Linked DNA regions of Sus scrofa: regions 2, 3 and 4 are each linked to region 1. Evidence: chromatin contacts called from public Hi-C and HiChIP or PLAC-seq data. All regions are on one chromosome and are shown on one strand. The core of a region is the stretch at or near the end of the contact, and the rest is flanking DNA. Distances in the headings are between cores, read along the strand shown. Region 1 holds the start of NFKBIA (NFKB inhibitor alpha). Region 2 holds the start of SPTSSA (serine palmitoyltransferase small subunit A). Region 3 holds the start of SNX6 (sorting nexin 6). Region 4 holds the start of CFL2 (cofilin 2).

What was found. A called contact is a pair of places that touch in the nucleus more often than the background predicts. HiChIP or PLAC-seq counts read pairs in DNA pulled down with a chosen protein or histone mark.
Region 2: a Hi-C map of retroperitoneal adipose tissue shows a contact between it and region 1, with 1.9 times the contacts expected there. The contact joins the promoter of SPTSSA here to the promoter of NFKBIA in region 1. A contact is called at or near these places in 2 of 47 Hi-C or Micro-C datasets (retroperitoneal adipose tissue and subcutaneous adipose tissue).
Region 3: a contact with region 1 is called in an H3K27ac HiChIP or PLAC-seq map of alveolar macrophages. The contact joins the promoter of SNX6 here to the promoter of NFKBIA in region 1.
Region 4: a contact with region 1 is called in an H3K27ac HiChIP or PLAC-seq map of skeletal muscle. The contact joins the promoter of CFL2 here to the promoter of NFKBIA in region 1. A contact is called at or near these places in 2 of 5 promoter capture datasets (fetal liver and fetal skeletal muscle), 2 of 47 Hi-C or Micro-C datasets (heart right ventricle and skeletal muscle) and 1 of 2 datasets of contacts at active chromatin or transcription factors (skeletal muscle).

Annotation. Positions count from the first base shown.
Region 1 is chr7:64,505,691-64,511,420 of Sscrofa11.1, reverse strand. It overlaps NFKBIA (NFKB inhibitor alpha), which reads right to left and starts at 3,302. Exons shown (of 6, transcript NM_001005150.1): 1 at 3,076-3,302; 2 at 2,393-2,501; 3 at 1,831-2,041; 4 at 1,453-1,541; 5 at 1,074-1,334; 6 at 667-714. The coding sequence starts at 3,302. The coding sequence ends at 667. LOC110261573 (a long non-coding RNA gene) reads left to right here and starts at 2,508. Exons shown (of 3, transcript XR_002345861.1): 1 at 2,508-2,857. LOC106507710 (a long non-coding RNA gene) reads left to right here. Exons shown (of 3, transcript XR_002345860.1): 3 at 1-577.
Region 2 is chr7:65,299,885-65,305,614 of Sscrofa11.1, reverse strand. SPTSSA (serine palmitoyltransferase small subunit A) reads right to left here and starts at 2,728. Exons shown (of 2, transcript XM_001926473.3): 1 at 2,508-2,728. The coding sequence starts at 2,724.
Region 3 is chr7:65,153,925-65,159,654 of Sscrofa11.1, reverse strand. SNX6 (sorting nexin 6) reads right to left here and starts at 3,179. Exons shown (of 14, transcript NM_001244216.1): 1 at 3,134-3,179; 2 at 2,931-2,978. The coding sequence starts at 3,139.
Region 4 is chr7:65,087,844-65,093,573 of Sscrofa11.1, reverse strand. It overlaps CFL2 (cofilin 2), which reads right to left and starts at 2,447. Exons shown (of 4, transcript NM_001025215.1): 1 at 2,273-2,447; 2 at 1,853-2,160; 3 at 1,655-1,731; 4 at 123-1,571. The coding sequence starts at 2,275. The coding sequence ends at 1,459.

The DNA.
Region 1 (5,730 bases), core at 2,053-4,552:
CTGTTCTCTGAAAGAGTTCCGTGGTTGGCTGTGGTAAATGCTCCCACACAATTCTCCACCTCCACCTCCACTTGGGGTTCGAATGACTCTCAGTGTAGGAGTCCCACAGCTGCCCGAAGAAGACAGTGATCAGAATTCTGTTTGTAAAAATCCATTTAATAAATATACATCTTAGAAGTACCAAAATAATTACCAACAAAATACATTATGTACAGTATTTACAGCAGGGTAACACAAACCTTGACAGGTCGTGACTTTTAACCCCACCCCACTGACAGGTTTAACAACACACCTGATTCTAACATTTCCCAGATACACCTGGGCTCCACCACTGACTCCATGGTGGTTCAACCAAGAAGCGCAATAAATAAAAGAGTCCCATCAAATTAGGGATAACCTTTCCCCCAGGCCCCACCAAGGTGCCGTTTAAAAGAGGTTCTCTCTGCATTCCGATGATCCTCCTTGGCGCCTTTCCAAAGTTCACAAGAATAACAAAATCGGGGCTAATCCACCAGAGCAAAATGTTTCAGGCCAGGCAGTGTGCGGTGTGGTTATAAGTATACCCTTTTTTCTTTTTTTTTCTTTTTTTCTTTTTTTTTAGAAAAATAAAACTCTTGATTTTGTACAAATGTACAAGTCCATGGTCTTTTAGACACTTTCCAAAGCTCATAACGTCAGGCGCTGGCCTCCAAGCACGCAGTCGTCATAGGGCAGCTAAAAGGGGAAAGAAAGGCATGTTAAACTTCCAGAACTTTGCCAAAGGTGCTGGGGTGATGGCAAGGGCTGCTACTGGAAATAACGCAAGTATTCTTGGACTCCGTTCCCTCTAACCCGAATCTGAATTAACTTCCTGGGCTGAAGTTTTCCTTTAAGGATCCTCTCCTTCAAAAAGAGCAAAAAAGCAAAAGAAAACCCCAGACCATAATCCTCCCCCTAAACCTACTCTTAGGACACTGCTTATGCTCCCTAATTTGAGATCCTCATTATGTTGAGACCCTCAGGAAAAGGAGGAGCTCTAGGGGTCCGAGAGCATTGCTTTTTGCAGACCCGTGAACAAGGTCATTGGGACTCACCTCATCCTCTGTGAACTCTGACTCCGTGTCATAGCTCTCCTCATCCTCGCTCTCTGGAAGCATCTGGAGGTTTTCTAGGGTCAGCTGGCCCAGCTGCTGCTGTATCCGAGTGCTTGGGCGGCCCCAGGTGAGCTGGTACGGGGAGTAGCCCTGGTAGGTGACTCTGTTGACATCAGCCCCACACTTCAACAAGAGCGACACCAGGTCGGGATTCTGCAGGTCCACCGCAAGATGCAGGGCGGTTCGGCCATTGCAGGGCTCCTGAAACCAAAAGGAATTTGAGATGCTTATGGCTGAGTCTGAGGTTTCTGCTAGCAGCAAGAGCATGTGATCTTATTGAGGGCTGAATGCCCTCCATCTGTAGGCTTGAAGCACCCACCTGAGCGTTGACATCAGCACCCAAAGACACCAACAGCTCCACAATGCCCAGGTAGCCATGGATCGAGGCTAAGTGCAGACATGTGTGGCCTAGAGTACCAAAAGTAACAAAATATAAGCACTTGTTGCCACCCTCACTTCTCAGAACTTTCACCTATTCTTTTAAGGGAGGAGGTCTTCTGAATTTGAAGAACCCAGACTCTGGGTTCTGAATGGACTTTAGTAAGGCATCAAATGCATACATGTTTTACTAAGACCTTGATGCATACATGTTTTCTCAGCCTTTCACGTGTTGAGAGTTTACACCTTGCCTTAAGTCGGCCCACCTCTCCCTTGTCTGTGTCACGTGCCCTCTGATGCATAGGGCAGCCAGACTTACCATTGTAGTTGGTGGCCTGCAGAATGGAGTGGAGGTGCTGGGTCCCGCGGGGCTGAGTCAGGACTCCCACACTGGCCAGGCAGCCCTGCTCACAGGCAAGGTGTAGAGGGGTATTTCCTCGAAAGTCTCGGAGCTCAGGATCACAGCCAGCTTCCAGAAGTGCCTCAGCGATTTCTGGCTGGTTGGTGATCACCGCCAAGTGGAGTGGAGTCTACCAACAGAAGAGGGACAGAAAGGATAAGCCATGGATCAAACCCACAATCCATGTTCCCCTTGAACCCTAGAGATATCCTGGTTGTGCGTGCCGCTCCTCCCAGACAGATACAAGGGGTTAAGGAAACAGACGGGAGACCCCAGGTGGGCTTCATAAAAGCCTCACCAAATCAATGGGATTTTTCCTTCCTCTCTAGGATGTTGGCTGATTCAGATGTAAAAGCTCAGGGCGGATCATGACTAGGGGCAGTTAATTGGGAAATCATTGGAAATAACTGTGCTAGATCCAGCTCCATCAAGGGGTCAGAGAGGCAGAACCCAAGAGGCACGGGGCGGGCAAGCAGCGCACCTGCTGCAGGTTGTTCTGGAAGTTAAGAAAAGCCAGATCTCCCTTCACTTGGCGGACCACTTCCATGGTCAGTGCCTTCTCTTCATGGATGATGGCCAAGTGCAGGAACCTGAGGGGAAGAGAGGGAAAACCCCCAGGGCTGGTGAGTGCACTGCGTGGGGCCCAGGGAGGCACAGCCCGCAGGGGATTGCGCAAGCCCGGGGTTTCTGGAGGCCGAGGCCGCGGTGTTTTCCGCGAGGTTATTATGAGCTGAGTGTTCCTGGCAGGCACCCAGGGACTTTCCGCCCCCCCCCCCTCCCCAGGCGGCGGGCGCCGGCCAGACCGCCCCGCCCTCCCGCCGGGCCGGAACGCCCTGTACTTCCCCTCCCGCCCGCCAGCGGGGCAGAAACTCCCGCCCCCCCTTATGCAAGCGGGGACTTCGCGTCCCCGTGGCCGCCCCGCCCCCGGCCGAGGGGACCCGCAAAGGTGGGTGAGGGGTGGGAGGTGTGCACGGCTGCAAGGTAGAGCCGCGGGACCACGGCCCCAATCCCCGATCCCCGGCTCCCACGCGCAACCGTGCACCTTTGCACAGCCTCGGGGTCCGTGCACGAACCCCGATTCGCGGCCGCAGCGCGGGCCCCGCACCTCCGGCTGCAGGCCCAGCGCCCCCACCCGGCCCCGCCACCCGGGCCCGCGACACTTACGAGTCTCCGTCCTCGGTGAGCTGCTGCTTCCAGGGCTCGGCGCCGCGGGGCGCCTCCTGCGGCTCGAGGCGGATCTCGCGCAGCTCCTTCACCATCTGCTCGTACTCCTCGTCCTTCATGGAGTCCAGGCCGCTGTCGTGGCGGTCATCCAGTAGCCGCTCCTTCTTGAGCGCGTCCCGGGGCCCCTCCATGGCCCACTCCTGGCCGGGCTCTGCGGGCTGGAACATGGCGCGATGAGGGCTTGGGCGCTGCTCCCTAGGTGCGCGGGCCACAGGCTGCGCGGCGCGCTGGCTGCTCGCGGTGGCTCGGGCGGGCGGGACGATGGCCTCGGACTGTTGTGGGCTCGGCAGCGCCGCCGCGGCGCCCTATAAACGCTGGCAGGGGATTTCTCCTGGGCGGGGTCAAGCTCGGGGAATTTCCAAGCCAGTCAGACCAGAAAAGAGAACTGGCCTCGTCCTCTGCTGGGGGAAAAAGAAGCCTAAACCCCGCGCCCGGGTTCATCAGAGAAACTCCCTGCGATGAGCCACTGGGGTCATGTACAGGGAACTTTTTAATGCACGCTGAGTGGCTGGAAAGTCCTCCCGACCCGGCCCCCTCCCCCGGTACTTCCCTGCAGCCTGCAGTCAGTAATCCTGGCCCTCTGCATGGAACCTTATTTTCCCTGGGGTTTCCCACGATCGATTTGATTTGGGGTCGTCGGCTGCTAAGATCCCAAGGATGGAGAACTGCTGGTTTGCTGACCTGCCGATGCTTTCCTTTTTTTTTTTTTTTTTTTTTTTTAATCTCTTGAAAATGGGAGTGGAAATGTTGGCTGGATCTAGGGATTCACTTCCCTAAACTCCTGGGGAAGGACACACTGAGGGTGGAAGGTCGCCGGCTGCCTCTGCGTTCCTACCAAAGACCAGGCTCCTGGCAGTGCAGGGACATAAACCTCCCCCTCCCTCAAGCCCCCCTCAGGTAGAAGTCGTGAAAGCTTTAGCATTAACAGCGTAAATGCTTAGAGAACCCTCAAATCATTTCCTCGGTATGAACAGTCCTGTTGACTGGGGGAGGAGCAAGCACTCTGCCCTGGATGCTGGAAAATGCTGGATATGACTGGGCTATTTTTCAGGGAAAGCAAGGTGTTAATTTTTATAGCAAAGGTTGTAGATACTTTGCAGTGACAAAATAATTACTGAGGTCGTGTTCCTCCATTTGCACTGTGCTGCTGCAGAGAACCTACTTGTGGGGGCCGCTTTCTAGAAGCATTTGGAGAAGGTGGCTAAAGAATGGGTTGAGTAGTATTTTACCCAAGATTGGGCCTTAAAGATGGCTAAGAAAGTAGTTGCCAGGCATACTGCAGGAGGCTCAGGGCAGCCCCAAGGTGGCCTTCATCCTGCCCCTGCTGGCTTCTTGGGGGACAAAGGAGGGGGCAGCAGTTGGACCTGTCCATGCCATATGGGTAGCTACTCCAGGTTCACCATGTCCAGGTCTCAGCTGCAGAAACAGAAGTATGCTCTCTGCCCCATCCCCACCTCCTAGCCAATGAAAGGAATGCATTCATCTACTTCTAGAAATGGTCCAGGCCCTAATAAAGCAACTTGGATCAGACTTTTTCAGAAGGCACCCCAGGAAGCTTTTATAGTTTTGCAGAGATTTCTCGTGATTGTTGCAATCATCTTCAACTTGACTGGCCATGCACCAACCAATCCTTTTCCTCTCCTCATCTCCCCCTCCCCAATACCCCCACCTCTGATATCTGAATGTAGGGATGACAGACAGAATATGAGGGACAAAATAAAATCAAGAAAGAAATCTTTGGGGTAGTAACGATCACATAATAAAATGAAAACTGTCCAGGGAGAGACTCTGTATGTCTTTGTAGGCATTTGATAGACAAATACATCATTATTAGGCAAGGTGGCATGTGACGCTAAGTAGGAGATCTCACTTCCCAGCTCCACCCTTAATGAGCTGCACATTAGTTGAATGAATTAGCTACCTTTGCTATGGGGTACCTTCTTTTATAATAACAAGGTTGGATTTAATGATATTTAGATTTTTTTCCAGATTAAAAATGGTATTACTTGGAGTTCCTGTCGTGGCTCAGAGTAAACGAGTCTGACTAGCATCCTTGAGGAGGCAGGTTTGATCCCTGGCTTTAATCAAGGGGGCTAAGGATCTGGCGTTGCTATGAGCTGTGGTATAGGTCACAGATGCCGCTTGGATCTGGTGTTTCTGTGGCTGTGGCATAAGCTGACGGCCACACCTCCTGGGAACCTCCTTATGCTATGGGTGCAGCCCTAGAAAAAAGACCCCCCCCAAATGGTATTAATTGACCATGAATACTTGTATAACTTTGCTTAAGGGTGACCATGTCTCTTGGAAATATCATAGGATAAATTTTTAGAAAGACTCCAGTACTTTCTGCAACACATTCTGTTCTCAGAACTCATCTTGCAAGGAACAGTTCTGACTTTCCTAAAAAGAAACTGAAATGCAGAGAAATTTACCTAGGCATCCCAGAGCAGTTCATCTCATTTCTATCCCAGCATATTAATCATTTAGCCAAAGAGGTCATGGTATTAATATTTTTGAAAACACTTTGTGAAAGTGCGACTGAATACACTCTGATTTGGAAGATAATGCAAACTATTCCAATTGTTGGATAAAATA
Region 2 (5,730 bases), core at 1,479-3,978, 790 kb before region 1:
ACAGAAGATTTACTGTTACTCAGGGTAATCGTATCAGGATGCAATATAAACTTTATTCTAGAAGTAATATATTGTGATACAAATTATTTTCCCACCCATTTCTAAGTAAAAGTGTAATAAATACCCACTCAAAAAATAAAATAAAATTTAATTAAAAAAAAAAAAAACTCTTTCCCTGAAGAAACATGACTGTCTTGGGGGGAATCTAATTTCCCTCCCCAAAAAAAAACAAAAACAAAAAAACTGCCCACACTTTTGCTTAAAATAAAACAGAAGTAAAAATGCCATGGAAACATAAGAAGCTGTAGAGAGATGGCAAATATAACCCAGTGATTACAGAATAAAACTTTTTTTATTTTTAAAAAAAAGGATAAAATAACTTTTATTTATGCTTACAAGGGGTTTTTTGGGGAGGGGGGTTTTGTTTGTTTCTGTCTTTTTAGGGTCATACCCACGGCACATGGAGGTTCCCACAGCCTGGGTAGAATCGGAGGTGTAGCTGCCGGCCTATGCTACAGCCACAGCAACACAGGATTCGAGTCTGTCTGTGACCTACACCACAGCTCACGGCAACGCCGGATCCTTAACCCACTGAGCTCCTTAACCGGCTGAGCGAAGCCAGGGATCGAACCCACATGCTCATGAATCCTAGTCTCATTCCTTAACAGCTCAGCCACTACACTCCTATGCTTGCAAGTATTATAACAAAGTATTTTCAATTCTCCACTTCCCCTCAACAGCATGGTTACAATGTTACTCAGTGAGGCCCTCAGGGAGTGTCTCACTGGTTACAAAACCTGGTCTTTTCCTTTCCCAGGGATGGCTGCCAGCAGAGAAAGGGGACTTCTGAAACATGTTAAAAACTCCCCCTCCAGAGGCGAAAGTCAATAGGACCACGAGGTTGCGGGTTGGATCCCTGGCCTCGCTGTGTTAAGGATCCGCTGTTGCTATAACTGTGGTGTAGGTCACAGAGGCAGCTCCAATCCTGTGGCTCTGGCATAGGCCAGCAGCTGTAGCTCTGATTAGACCCTTAGCCTGGGAACCTCCATATGGCGTGGGTGTGGCCCTAAAGAGACAAAAAAGAAAAGAAAAGAAAAAGAGAGATGCTCTACATTTCAGTATACAGTTTACTATACATTTTACAAAGAGGTCCTCATTAGCTCCAACCTATAGAACTTAGAGTGAAACTGAACTGTAGTAACAAATAAATGGTGTAGAAAATTAGAGCATACTTTACCTTCAAACTTTAAATCCAAAACATGCATTCTGGTTCTTAAATTCCAGGTTTGTAAAGAAATGTCAACAATAATAAAACTAAGTTTGCTTGTAAGCAGCTAAGATACCTCAGAAGTGGTGAAACAAAAGACTCTGCTTTTAGTGCAATCTTATGCCTGTTTAATATAAATAAACACACTGATTAAGCCTTGGAATGAAATTACCTCAGTCATTCTACCACAATGCAATAATGCATTTGCAAAGTTGTTCAAAGTTGTTCTGAAGCTACTCCAAACTAAACCACATTGAAGAGGAGAGGCCCTATAGGAAGCAAGCATGCTACGTAAATTATGTTCCTCATTGGCCCCCAAGTTAAAAAAAAAAAAGTTACATCTAATTATTAGTGTTTATTCTAGAATAATATCAAAGGATCTCAACACAGACAAGTGGAGACACTTCGGGAAGCATTTCTTCACAACCTTGAGTTATTAACTGAGGTTATGAAAGTTAGATGCCTTAAGATAACAGGCAAACTGCTTAGCAGAGTTGCTTGGCTCACAGTAAACGCTCAATAGTCGGACAAGTAGTTATTGGCGATCTATTAAACGGTTTCAAACACTACCTACAACTAACCACAAATTCCTTTCGAGCTTGACTGCTAAGAACTGTGCAAATGGCAAATTAACGAGTAGAATGCACTTTTTAAACTAACCATCATGAAGACCAAATAGGTACAATTTAAAAAATTGCTTTCTAAAACTATATTGGGACGCCATGAACACAAATTCACAACCGGATTTAAAAGCTGATAAACTGGTTAGCATTTTCATTAGAACTAAAGCCAGGTAAATCAGGGACAGTTAAAGGTCAAAGCCGTCCGAGCCGGGAGCAATCTGCTCCACTTACACCTCCCACAAGAACAGGAGACTGAACCAAAGGATGCCACGGCTGAAGTGCAAGGGTAGGCACACCAGGCACACATCGCCGGAGGGGAATCTCCTCCACTAATAAAGACGCTTCTATTTCGGGTCAAGTGACTCATCCGCGACCTCGGATCTCAAGAGTTCCCGCCGCCTCCCCACCCCCCACCACCGCAGGAGCGTCACCCTCGGCGCCGAGACCTCGGCTCCGCGTGCCCGCCACGAAGAAACGAGTCGGTGCGCGGCTCCCGCGGGGCCGCCTCTCCGCCCTCCCGCCGCCCCCCTACCACCCAGCCCTCCAGGGCCTGGGCCCCGGGAGGATGCGGCCCCGGCTCCGCGCCCCCACCGGGCCCCGAGGCCCGGGCAGGATACTGAACACAGTCCGCTCCCACGGCTCCAGCATGTAGAGCGCCGTGACCAGCAGGTACTGGTAGTAGAACCAGGACATTTGCTTCCAGGCCCGCGCCAGCGCCATCCCGGACAAACCGCCACCCGCGTTGCAGCTGAACGTCAGTCTGTCCGGCCGGCCTCCCGTGCGCGCCCTAAACCCCCGGCCACCAGGCCCGCCCGCCCGCCACCCCGCGCCCATTGGCCCGCCCGGCCCGGCGCGTCACCCGTGGGCACGCCCAGCTCCGCGCGCGCTCGGACCGCCGGCCGCGAGCCCCGCCCTGCCGGCGCTCATTGGCCAGGCCTCGGCCTCGCGCCGTGTCCGCCCCCTCGGTGTTTCCGCCCTCCCCGGGCCGCGCCCACGCGAGCCGGAGAACTGTCCCCGCGAGAGCGCCCCGCCGGGCCCCGCCCGGCCCAGCCTCGAGCGGTAGTTGGTGGGCGGGGCGTTGTGCCCACTGGGGGCGGGCGCTGGCTCCCTTGTACGGTGGGTCCACCCAAGTCTTGCCCAGAAACAAGGGTCGAAGAAATATTTGTGAAATACCAGTGATGCCTTAGGCGTCCTACTGGGCTGGAGGATTACTAGTGTGAACAGGAACGTAATACGTTCCTTACCTCGTCGGGTACGGTTTACCATCTAGCGAGGGAGACAAGCGGTCAGCACACACATGCAATCAGAGCTGTGATCAGTGCAGAGAAGGAGAATAAGGTGCTCGGAGAGGATGCAGAGGTGAATAGAACCCGGTCAACGAAGTTAGGGAAGGCATCTGAGAAAAAGAGATGAACCCTTGACCCTCTTCCTCCCTCCCCATGCACACATGCACTCAGACACACAAAAACACCCACATAGACCGACATCTGTGCATTCCTGAACCTAAAGACAAAAGAGATTACCCTAAATACATCTATCTGTTCACTTCTTTTAGTGTTTCTAGGTGCTATGTAGGTCAAGGCCAGGAGAAAGACGCAGATCTTGTGGGTTCTGCAGGCGACAGGCCGCTTGCAGTCTGTCTGTAGGCAGGTACCTCCAGGAGATTTGCCCTTAAATGTTCAGGTTTTTCCACTGGCAAATGAGCCAGCAACAATGCACTCACCTTCAGGAATGAAGACGCACAGTTAGTGAGATAATTAAATGGCCTGTCATTGAAATGTTAAAAGTTTTCTAAATAGCCTTTTGCTTAAACTTTTAAAACTTTACTGGTTGATAACTATTTATGCATTTAGACTGCTGTCGAGCTAAACATAAGGGATAGAAAGACAGACAGACTGAGATCTGCCTTCATAAATTACCTGGTCTACCAGGGAAGAGAAGCAAGTTAACGGATTACAGTGAATTGTTGTAAAGGGTATTTTTATGTTATGTGTAGAATGCTATGATAGCCCAGAGAAAATGAAATTGGTATTGTAAAAGTCTTCTGGGTTTTTTTGTTTGCTTGCTTTCTGTTTTTGTCTTTTTAGGGCCACACCCACTACATGTGGAGGTTCCCAGGCTAGGGGTTAAATGGGAGGTGCAGCTGCTGGCCTGTGCCACAGCCACAGCAACGCCAGATCCAAGCCATGTCTGTGACCTACATAATAGCTCATGGCAATGCCAGACTCTTTAAACCACTGAGCAAGGCCAGGGATTGAACCCACATCCTCATGGATACTAGTCGGGTTCGTTACTTTTGAGCCATGACTGGAACTCCAGTATTCTAAAAGGCTTCTGGGAAGTGGTGCTTAAATTGAGTCCTGAAGGGAAAGAAATGGCAGAATGACTGGGGTTAAAAAGAAGGTGAGGAGTTCCTGTCATGGCTCAGCGGTTGGCAGACCTGACCAGCACCCATGAGGACGTGGATTCTATCCCTGGCCTCGCTCAGTGGGTTAAGGATCTGGTGTTGCCATGAGCTGTGGTGTAGGTCGAAGACACAGCTTAGATCCTGCATTGCTGTGGCTCTGGCTTGGGCCAGCTGCTACGGCTCCGATTGTACCCCTAGCCTGGGAATATCCATATACCAGGGGTGCAGCCCTAAAAAGCCAAAAAGACCAAAAAAAAAAAAAAAAGAAGAAGAAGATGAAGAAAGAAAGAAACTGAGATGGGTATTCCAAGCATGGGAGTATGGAACCCCTATATGAAGGCCTGGTGCTTTTAAGAGATGGAATAACTTCCACACGGCTGAAGCAAAAAGAATACATAAGTAGTAGTGAGAGATGGGGCTAGATAGTAAACGGGACTTTGTCCAAATGTTAAAAGAGCCAATGGCTTAGTAAGATTTGCTTTTTGGACAAGATGTGGAGGTAAGCAGTAACCTGGAGGGAAAGAGGATCCTGTTGGAGACCTTACAGAAGTAAACACTGTAAATGGGACATAAATAACACACACTCAGACTTCCTCATCCCTGAGAGATCCAAGTCCTCTTGGCCCTCCCACTTTTTTTCTTTTTTCTTTTTCTTTTTTTTTTTTTTAATGGCCACACCCATGGCACATGGAAGGTCCCAGGCTAGGGGTTGAATTGGAGCCATAGCTGCCAGCCACAGTCACAGCCACAGCAATGCCACATCTGAGCTGCATCTGCAACCTACAACTGCAGTTCATGGCAATGTCAGATCTTTAGATCTGGGAGTGAAACAGGGATCAAACATGCATCCTCACGGATACTAGTCAGGTTCTTAACACTGAGCCACAATGGGGAACTCCATTCCACTTCCAAGTCTTACTGTGTTAGGCTCCTTTCTGTCTCTGGTTATCCCTGAGCTATCTCTTTCCAGATCTATTCGAGCACTGGCAGGCTCTGTTCCTTTCTCTTCAAATACTTCAGTCCTTGGTGATGCTCGGTTAAGTTTACACAAGATTGGAAGCCTCATCCACGGCTATCCTTCCCTCACTGAGCAGGCTCCCGCTGTGTGTAGAGCCCCCAATCCACTGCATCTCTTCAGGAGAGCAGCCTTACCAAGCCAGTCTCCCTCTCTCAGCTTCCCCAGGATTCCAGTGAACTCAAATCTTTCCATCTCTCTAGACTTTTTTTGTTTGTTGTTCGTTTGTTTTCTGTTTTTTAAGGGTGATACCCACAGCATATGGAGGTTCCCAGGCTAAGGGTCTAATCAGAGCTACAACTGCTGGCCTACACCACAGCCACATCAATGCCAGATCTGAGCTGCATCTTCTACCTACACCACAGCTCAGGGCAATGCCGGATCCTTAACCCACTGAGTGAGGCCAGGAATCGAACCC
Region 3 (5,730 bases), core at 1,930-4,429, 650 kb before region 1:
AATACCTAAAAGTTCTAATCTATTTATGGCAACCAATTCCTATCAGGACAAATATAAGGAGATTTAAACAGGCTTCAAATTTCTTTTCCTGAAGTGAGGAAATACGATAACTTTGTATAGCCATAATCAAACTTCAGTGCACAAAAGAATCTTCCTGTTGGTTAAAAAATAGTTATCTGTCCTTCCTACCTCAAAAGATTGACTCACTTGGGCACAGACCTAGAAACTTTTGACTGTGGTTTTTCAAACACCCCAAGTGATTCTTTTTATTTTTTTTTCTCTTTCTGGTCACACCAAGGCATGCAAAAGTTCCTGGGCCAGGAATCAAACCTGAATCACAGCAGTAACAATCCTGGATCCTTAACCTTGAGAGCCATGAGAAGACTTCACCTCAGGTGATTCTGATGCAAGTGTTTCAAGGCAACTTTGGAAACATGTGACTGGCTTTGATGTCAGAAACATGGTTAAAGTCCACCTCTTCCATTCATTGGCTGGGTGCCTTCAGTCTACTTACTTAGTTTCCGAGGTTCAGATTTCTCATCTGTAAAATGGGGATACTAAAAGCCTCACATGGATGACAAGAGGATATAATGAAACAATGCTTTTATAGCACTTAACACATGCCCAGCTGTGATTATTAACATGATTCGTTTAGTTCTACAGGACAAAAACAAGGAAAAACTGGACAAGTATATACATTCATCTTAACATTCTAAATGCTTTCAAATCTATGGTAATGTGAAAAAAAACAAATTTATGGTAATGTTTTTTTCAATTTCCATATTAAAATTTTCACCTACAAGACTCTATAAGAACCTTTTGGTAGTTCCCGTTGTGGCTCAGCAGGTTATGAACCTGACTAGTATCCATGATGATGGAAGTTAGATCCTTGGCCTCACTCTGTGGGTTAAGTATCCGGCATTGCCATGAGCTCTGATGTAGGTTGTAGACACAGTTTGGATCCCATGTTGCTGTGGTGTAGGCTGGCAGCTGCAGCTCCAATTCAACCTCTATCCTGGGAATTTCCACATGCCTCAAGTGCAGCTCTAAGAAGCAAAAAAATATATAAATAAAAAGAAAGAAAAGAACCTCCTGGTCAGGCATGCTCTTTGTCTCTTTCCCTTTAATTTTGTAATACATGAAAAAAAGTTTTTGGACACATTACTTAAGTGGTTCCAGTTCCATAAGCAAACCTCAATAAAGGCATCAAGCCTAGAACACAAATATTCACCCCAAAATACTCTATTTTTCACATCAACAAAAATACTCAAATGAGTCAGATTTTATAAGCAAATCCTGTTTACTTCTACTGGTAGACCACAAAAATAAGACACAAAGTTGTTATCTAAATAAAGGAGTTCCCTTGTGGCAAAGTGGGTTAAGGATCTGGTGTCCCTGCAGCAGCTCCGGTTTGATTCCTGGCCTGGGAACTTCCACATGCCATGGGGCGGGTCGGAGTGGAAGGAAGGAAAGAAGGCCATATTCTTCACGTTTAGAAAAATCAGTTTGTGCTATAATCAATTCTCATTTCACTGAGAACTCTGCTGGTTATTCCTATTTTAAAATCCAGAATACAATTTATATTGTTACATCTAACTCCATTATCTTATCCTAGATGATATATATACACATTCACACACAAACATTCCCTTAAAATTCATTACAACCAGAGATCCTGTCATGGCTCAGTGGTTAGGGAACCCAACTAGCATCCATGAGGACATAGGTTCAATCCCTGGCATCATTCAGTGGGTTAAGGATCCAGTGTTGCCAGTTGCCATGAGCTGTGGTATAGGTTGCAGACGCGGCTCGGATCCCGAGTTACTATGGCTGTGGTGTAGGTTGGTGGCTGTGGCTTGTATCTGACTCCTAGCCTGGGAACCTCCATATACTGCAGCTGCGGCCCTAAAAGACAAAAAGATAAAAAATTAAAAATAAATAAAATTAATTACAACCTAAAATTTTTAGAAGTAATCAGAAATCCTATGCGATGCTTTCATACCAACAAGAAATAGTAACATTCTATAAGAGTATTTTCTCACCTGCCAAAAATCAACTAATGGAAGTGTCTGAAACATTAAGATCAACAAGCAAAAGGCAAAACAGAAAACTAAAGTGCAGGCTGTTTAAATGTGACGGAACCACGGAACCCTGCTGAGCGGCAATCATCATATATCAGTATTTTTCAAGTGCTCACTTGTGCAAGGCACTATACAGATTACCACCCTTCGGTCAAGATAAATTGGGGGAAGAGAGTGGGGGAGGAGGAATCAGAGCCCAGAAAGTCCTTTCTGAAGTGAAATGCAATTTGCCTCAAACCACCACTAAGGGAGCTCTGCAAAAGATGTATTTTTTGACCATTAAGAAAAGTAAAGGTACTGTGGGCTACCAGCACTTTGCAAAATCTAGTAGCATACTGGAGAAAAGTTAAGATTCAGCGACTGTAAAATCCCTTGCACAAGGGAACGAGCCTATACTACAACGTTTTAGAGAGAGAGAGAGAGAGAGAGAGAAGGGTGGGCGGGGGCGAGTTCGAGAGGTCTACGAGGGGAAATGAAGGGGTACCGGCAGGAAGGTCTGACAATGGGTTCTTATAGCCCCCAACCTGGCAGGAGAGGTGGAAGGGTGCAGCTCCAGCTTCTGTCTCCACTTCCCCACCTGCACACCGACCGCGGCGGGGGAGGAGGTCCACCCGCAGGTCCAAGCCGAAGCTGGGCACTAGACAGGCCGCGGGTCCCGGGGAAATCAGAACCGAACTGCCCAGAGGGAGGAAAGGCTGCAGGAGGGCGGGGCGCGGGAAGGCAAGGAAACCGAAAGGAGCCCAGCGGGGAGGGGGTGCCTAGCGGCCTGGCCCCCTACCCTCCGCAGTACCACACCCCAGAGCCAAGGCGCGGGAGGGAGGTTCCCGCGAGCGAGGAGGCAGAACTTACTCCGCGGTCCTCGTCGGAGAGGAAGTCGGGGCCGTCGTCCAGGCCTTCCTGCGGGGGCAGCAGGGCCCGGCGTGCCAGGGAAGAGTATGGAGTAGGGGAGATACAAAGGGAGACATTAGTGCCAGGCCAGCGCGGCCCCCGAGCCCTCCCCGAGCCCGCCACCCCCACCGCGCGCCCGGAGCTCGGCGCCGCCGAACACCCACCATCATGGCTGCTCCGAAGCGACAGCCAGCGCAGGCGCGCACGGCACCGCGGGCCGGAGGGAGCCGGCGGCAGCGAGTGGGGGGAGGGGCGGGGCCTCGGATCAGCCCCGCCCCGCCCCGCCCGCCCCGACCCAGAGATGCCAGGGTCCGAGAGTGCGGAAGAAGGAAGACCCCGCCCTCCGCCCAAGGTCCGAGCCCCTAAGATGGAGAGGGCCCGAAGACCCAGACTCTCGTGGGTGAGGACAGCCCATCGCGGCGGCTATGACCCTGGAAGGGCCAAAGGCCACCCAGGGAGCTGTCCAGTTCCCTTTCCCTGAGGGCTGCAGCAAGAAAGCCAACAAGCGCCTTCTGGAAGCCACAATACATCATCTAGTCTTTGTATGGTGCCACAGGATAATTAATCACAATTAATATTTTGCCTGTAGAAGTTGTGGGAACCAAGGCCCTTCACACAGTCATCAGTTAGGGGTTGTATTCAAGCTTTTACTGTTGGCGTGGTAATAACTATCTCAGGGTTTGGGGCGCTAATGGCTGAGCACTATAAAAATGAGCCGTTCTCATTACAAGAGTATGCTTTCCTTTATGCCAAGAAATGTGCCCAGACTCCTCTTACTGTCGTGCTTTACAGCACCACACAGGTGTCCACAGCCCTTAAGACAAGACAAAATCAGTTCTTATCCCCTGCGTACTTCTGGTACACTTTCGAGCTTGCGCGCGTGGGCACACACACGCACACGCAAGCAATCCTGTACCTCCATTCAGTTAATGGCATTAGCATCTTCAGGCCAGAAACCTCAAAAGTCCCATTCAAGTTCTTCCTTCCTCTCCTTCACTGATCACACCATTAGTAACCAAATCCTATTATGACTATGACTGATGATCTGCTGTTATCTCTTAAATTGGTCTGTTCCTCCTCCTAATCCTTTTCCACAACAATTAACCTCAGCATCTGTCTGTCCCCGCCCCCCCCCTTTTTTTTGGTCTTTTGGCCTTTTCCAGGGCCGCTCCCAGGGCATATGGAGGTTCCCAGGCTAGGGGTCTAATCAGAGCTGTAGATGCCGCCCTACGCCAGAGCCACAGTAACGCGGGATCCTAGCTGAGTCTGCAACCTACACCACAGCTCATGGCATTTCCAGATCCTTAACCCACTGAGCAAGTGCAGGGACCGAACCCGCAACCTCATGGTTCCTAGTCGGATTCGTTAACCACTGTGCCACGACGGGAACACCGGTTTGGCCCTTTTTAAAAAAAAGTTTTTAAAAACTAAAGTATCTTTAATGTACGATATTGCATTAGTTTCAGGTGTACAGCAAAGTGATTCAGTTATGTACACACACATTCTTTTTCAGATTATTTTCCATTATAGGTTATTACAAGATATTGAGTATATTTCCCTGTGTCATACAGTAGGTCTTTGTTCTTTTATATACAGTAGTGTGTATATGTTAATCCCTAACTCCTAATTTATCTCTCTCCCCCCTTGTCTGGCCCTTTACAATACTCTTGTAATTTTATTTCCAACTCCCTCTTACCATTCTGTAAACTGCTGCCAGTTTTCCTCCTAAGACACAGATATGGATGATTATGCTACTACCCTGTTCAATAATCTTCACAAGTTTCCATTATGTGAAGGTCCAACTCTTCAGCCTACAATTCTAGGCCTTCCACATTTGATTCCCTCCCTATTTTGCCAGGACCTCTGTCCTATCTTATTGAATTGAAGCTCTCAAAACAATAATGGTAAACTTCCAGACATTTTCATGAGAGCTTGTCGTTTTCATTTTGTATGTAAGGAGAACTTAAAAGAGGTTAAGTTATTGCCCCAATCAGTGTTATTCTCCAACATAGGGGTGAGGTGGGAGGGTAGACTTTATTTTTGTCTTTCGTTTCTTGTTTCCCAATGCACTGTAGTAACTACTAGAGTTACATTTTTCACTAGGAGTCATGAGGTATCATGTGATGTCAGTGCAGTGTGATGGAATGTTTCAGTAACTTGTTGTTGATAAAAGGTGTCATGATTTCCTAATCACTTATTTTTTGGCTTGAAGGTAATGCCTATAAGGTTCCGGGAGAGAGAAGAGTGGAGCTACAATCAATGACTGGGATTTGTTCACAATCAGCAGCAGGGTCAAGTGTGGACATAGGTCAAGAAGTGCCACATAGGATGACTTAGAAGCTTCTGATTATTAACCAAGGGTTTTAAAATTTAATATTTAAGCCAAGTCCAGCAACATTGTACAGAAACACTGAAATCCTCAAATGCCAAAACTTTAAAATCACTAGTTCCGAAAAAAAAAAAAAAGACAAGATTTAAGATATGAGTAATCAGAGTTCCCCTGGTGGCTCAGAGGTTAATGAACAAGACCAGCATCCATGAAGATGCAAGTTCGATCCCTGGCCTCGTTCAGTGGGTTAAGGATCTGGCATTGCCGTGAGCTGTGGTGATGGGGCTCGGATCCATGTTGCTGTGGCTGTGGTGTAGGCCAGCAGCTATAGCTCTGATTCAACCCCTAGGCTGGGAATCTCCATATGCCGTGGGTGTGGCCCTAAAAAGACCAAAAAAAAAAAAAAAAAAAAAAAATCGGAGTTCCCGAGGT
Region 4 (5,730 bases), core at 1,198-3,697, 580 kb before region 1:
TAAGGAGAGCTGTCTGGATCACAGCCAAACCCCACTACTAATGTTTAAGACAGCTATATCATTTTTCCCCCAATTTATGAAATATATTAAGAAATAGTAGCTGAAATGAAAATTCCTAAACATGAGAAGTATTGTTAACCTTTTGAAGGACAACATTTTACAAATTATTTTATGACTAAATACGCAGTAAGAGCTCCCTGCTTCTTCTACTACTCAACTTAGAAATGTAAACGTGAATTAAAAAATAACTACCCTAACTTATCCAGAGAACAAATCAGATATTAAAGAGTATTTATGTCAAAGTGCAAAAAAATAATTCCTGATCATATTAACACATAAGGAAATAAATAACTAAAGCTTGTAAAAGTACCCTTCTATAATAATAATAATTTATATTAATTGGATTTAGGATAGAATATTTTTTTAAACCAAATATGCCCAACAAACTGGAAAATATCATGCATGAATATTGTACAAAAAAATTCTTAAATGACCAGTGCAGAGATTAATAATAGCTGTTTATCCTAGGAGTTGCTTCACATGGTATTTTGCAAAATGTCCAAGGAAAACAAGGCAACATTCTGTAATATGCCACAATTTTTATTGCAACGTGGCCATTTTTGTGAGGGTGGGGAGTTGATCTCAAAAACAATGTTCCATTTAAGGCTCTTTTATACAGAAATTGCCATCATGACTGATATTCAAAATATCTTTAGTGTTGCAAGACTTACATACTTACATGGTAAACATAAAACTCCTACACTTATTCAGTAGTGTATACTCAATGGAAAACAAAAAGGCATTAATAATTGCTATTTCTTTTAGGAAGATTCGCAGGTAACAGGAATGAACACTGAGGTACTAGGATAAGCTGATGACACAGTTAGCACAACTTAATTGGCATTCCTTTTGAGGTGGGAGATTAAACTCATTACAAAAAAAGTGCTTTCAATGCATAGTGTTATATCCGTGCTGCCAAGTCACAAAAAATAGGCTTGCCAAGGCAGGTGAGGTGTATGAATGCTCGAGCCTCACAGAACTGCGATCAAGTGCAACTATAAATAATACTGAATAAAGTTTACCATCTTACCAGTGGATAATGCTTTCAAGGCATTCAATTAGCTTAACCCTTTGCAGTATTCTAAACTATTCACATTGACAATCACATTCATTGTAGTGCTTGCTGCAAGGGAGGCATGTAATCAGTTGTTTTGGCTAAAATATGAGGGGAAGGCATTCCTTGGGTTCTACATAAAAGTAACAGTATTAAACAGTCTAATGGCAATCACTGATAGGCTGCTTACATGAATGGTATTTCCTTCATTCACTGTGTTGGAAGGACCCAGTGGGAAAAAGAAGAAAGAAAAAAAAAAAACAAAAAACACCTAATACTATTCCAATCGACTGAGCTGGAGAAATGGAAGCTCCTTAAGATCCGGATGGCACTTGACTGTCATTTTATAAGGGTTTTCCTTCAAGTGAAACGACTACGTTGCCTCCCAATTTCTCTCCAAGTGTTGAACGGTCCTTTATATCGTCCAAGCCATTTACTTGCCACTCATGTTTAATACCTAAAAAGAAAACACATTACCCCATTACTTTATCATTACTAAGAAAGAGCAGTTCCTCTGTACAAAATATTCAATGTCTGTACCTGTAAATTTCTTTTTAATGGCATCTTTAGAGCTAGCATAAATCATCTTGCTTTTTAAAGGTGCACTTTCAGGAGCCCTATAGGGAAGAAAGAAAAAAACTGTTGACTCCCACTTAAGAGAAAAACAAAGGCAAAACTGACTCTGTTAATAACAATCCTTGCATTTTAAAAGTACTTTTTTCTTTTGTTTTTACACACCAGAATATAAATACTAGGTCTTCTTTCTTAGACTCTTTTGTTTCGTATGTGGCATCGTACAAAGCATATCGGCAATCATTCAGAGGTAGCAACTTCACAAAAGATGTGTAGGGGTCCTCTACAGTATCACCAATGTCACCCACCAAGATCTGCTTTGCTTCCTCTACAATTATTTGTCTTTTGTCATCACTTAAACAGAAGAGAACTGCTTTCTTTCTTTTTTTGATCTCTTCTTGTGTAGAAGATTTCCTTACTTTCATGTCATTAAAAACTTTGATGACTTCATCATTCACTGTAACTCCAGAAGCCTGAAAATAAAGAAAGAAAAGCAATTCAGTGCACACATTTTGGTTTTAACCGAAATTACTGTTTGCCCAGGGAGGATTCACTTTAGTCTGGACATCGAAAATTGCATCATACCATGCAAGTAGTCCAATCAAATTTGCCACATTTTAAGTACCAGTCCTTGATGCACCTAAGGATTCTAACTCATCCTGCCCCATTCATCCTTCTTTTAAAAAGGGGTTTGGAGGTGAAGTAACTGGAAGGTAGAGGGAAAGGGACAAATACAGGCTGTCCCATCCCTGAAATGTTTCCTATTTCACTGGGTGATGTCAGAGCTTCAGGAACAGCAGCAAAAATACCTTCTGTATTGTGTCAACCCAGCAGGCCTTAAAAAAACACTTTTGGATTTCAGTTAATGCTTCTACTATTTTTTTCTTTAAAGTCATCCTAGCCAGTGCCGTTTCCTCATATGGAAAGAGAATCGAGTGTGAACTCCAAGCCGCCCACGGCTACAACATAATTGCCTCACAGCTCAAAGGCAGACACTTCACAACTAACGGATCGGATCGCGTGTAAAAAGCTTTTTACAGCGAGAAAGCATTTTTAAGAGTTTTCCCACCTCCTTAATCTCCCCCTAAGGGTTTTATGACAGGCCATCAAGACCCTCACCGAAAGCCTCCAGAAAGGGCTTTACAGCACGTACCAATTTGAGAGCTCGCGTGCGGGGTAAAATTAGGTAGCGGAAGGCAAAGGCGGCGAGAGGAGGCGGGGAGGGTGGGGAGGAAGCTCAGTGGACCCTCCGGCGCCCCCGGCCGCCGCCCCCCGGCCCAGGCTCCAGCCCCCGCCCCGCGCCCCCCGCCCCGCGCCCGGGCTCTCCCTGCCCCCAGGAATCCGGAGAGCGGCCGGGCAGGGCCTGACGGCGGGAGGGCAGGCCGGCTGGAAGAGAGCAGCGGGGCCGCAGCGCCCACCTTGGAGGCCAAAATCAGGTTAAAATGGCGGCCTCAGGCCCGAGGCCCGGCGGGGCCGCGCGGGGGTTTATGCTCGCCGTGCCCCGGCCCCCTTGGCCGCCGGGGTCCCCGGCCGGCGCTCCCGCCTTACCATAGTGCCCGCGGCTGAGACTGCGGCGGCGGCGGCGGCGGCGGCTCGGCTCCGGCTGTGTGGCGATGCGAGCAGAAGGAGGGGCGGGAGGCGGCGAGTGCGGGGCACGCCGGGAGTGCGGCCCGAGAGGCGGCGGCGACGGCTCGGGGGGCTGCGGCGCAGGCGGGGCGGTCACGTGGGCGCGCCCCTGGCCGGCCCTTCGGCCCCGCCCGCGTCCTCGACCTGACCCCGCTCGCGCCCTGCAGGCCCGGCTGCCGCGGTCGGGGCCCCGGGACCTGGCGAGGAGGCCTCTACCCCGGGGCACCAGTGGTCCGGTCCTCCAGCTCCCTGAGGGGTGTTTCTACACTGCTTCCCCGAGAGCGAGGGCGCGGGCGCGTCTGTGGGGAACCGCTCTCCGAGGTGGTCTCGCCTTCGCCTGCGGTTTCCACCGAAAGGAGCTGGATTCCTACGTTGTGGGTCTTTTTTAGAAAACCCCTTAAGAGATGGTGTGAATTGTTTAGATCTCCTTCCTCCAATTCAATGAGAATAAACACTATGGGGGGGTCCCCCCCGCAATTGATGGAATTAATGAGCAAAAACAAAATGACAAATAGAGACGGAGAAATCACTTTCCAAAAGTCTGCGTTTCAAATAATAATAGGGGGAAAATTGGGTAGTAACATTCCTTGGTAAAATTCTTTTATATATTAGACTTCGTAGGAAATGGATTGCACTCTGCTAGTAGTCGTTTCTTCCTGAGGCCCCAGCTACGACAGCTGGCGTCAATAAGTGGACCCAAGAGTAGAGATTCCTCCGTCTTGGCAACTGCAATCTCTTCTAGCAAAGCCCGTATAACGGAGCCAAGGCTCTTCTCTAAACCTTTTTGATACTTAAAATTATACATCGCATTTATCATAGAAAAAAATTGTCATTTTAGACATTGAAGAAATTTTTCATAAAGATTCAGTGCTTTGTAAGTTTATAGTGAAAATGTTTTAAATGAAACATTTTATGTGTTTATGTATAATAAAAGGAAGATTTAATAAAATATTTCATTACTTTGGGTTGATTTATGCTACCTTTTATCCTAACATTTATCATTTCTACCTTACTTTCTTCATTTGTAAAATTGGTAAAAATGAATTTAAAACTGATTAATGGTTGAACATATTTTGGAGTTCCCTGGTGACCTAGTGGTTAAGGATCAGGTATGTCACTGCTGTGCTTGTGTCACTGTGTGTCCCTGGCTGGGGAAGTGGGTGAGGCCAAGAAAAAAAAAAAGTTGAGGAGTTCCCGTCGTGGCACAGTGGTTAACGAATCCGACTAGGAACCATGAGGTTGCGGGTTCGGTCCCTGCCCTTGCTCAGTGGGTTAACGATCCGGCGTTGCCGTGAGCTGTGGTGTAGGTTGCAGACATGGCTCGGATCCTGCATTGCTGTGGCTCTGGCATAGGCTGGCAGCTACAGCTCCGATTCAACCCCTAGCCTGGGAACCTCCATATGCCGCGGGAGCGGCCCAAGAAATAGCAACAACAACCAAAAGACAAAAGACAAAAAAAAAAAAAAAAAAAAAAAAAAAAAAAAGTTGAGGAGTTCCTCTTGTGGCTCAGCAGGTTAGAAACCTGACTAGTATCCATGAGGATGCAGCATCAATCAATCAATCGATGCAGTGGGTTAAGGATCCTGCAATGCCTGTGAGCTGTGGTGTAGGTCACAGACACAGTTAGGATCCTGTGTAGTGGTGGCTGTGGCATAGGCTGGCAGCTGCAGCTCCAATTAGACCCCTAGCCTGGGACCTTCCATATGTGGCAGGTAAGGCCCTAAAACAAAACAAAACAAAAGTTGAATTTAGGAGTTCCCGTTATGGCGCAGTGGAAACGAATCCGACTACGAACCATGAGGTTGCGGGTTTGATCCCTGCCCTTGCTCAGTGGGTTGACGATCCGGTGTTGCCGTGAGCTGTGGTGTAGGTTGCAGACATGGCTTGGATCCTGCATTGCTGTGGCTCTGGCATAGGCTGGCAGCTACAGCTCTGATTCGACCCCTAGCCTGAGAACCTCCATATGCCGCGGAAGCGGCCCAAGAAATGGCAAAAAGACAAAAAGACAAAAAAAAAAAAAAAAAAAAAAGTTGAATTTATTTCATGAAAAATACTTGCACTAAGAAGGTGGAATTGTTATTGTTTAAAGCTCTTGGAAACTAAATAGTACTTACTAGCCTAGGTAATCCTTAAACCAGAAGCACAGTGTAAGGGCAAAAACTTTGGGCTGGGAGTTGAGTGAGACTTGAGTATTTATCTTAGCAATGTCCCTATCTTTCCAAATCAGAAGGGTTTTCAGCACCTGCAGATCTGCTTCATCTGTATTATAAGCTGTGATTATCTTTAAAAATCAGTTTCCAGCTATAAAATTCAGTTTCTTAGTATGCCAGTGTTTCTGAGGAAATGGTGGATATGTATTCTCAGGTTTAAGTTTAGGCGTAGAAAATCATAACGAGAAAGGATTTTGCCCTAGTTTG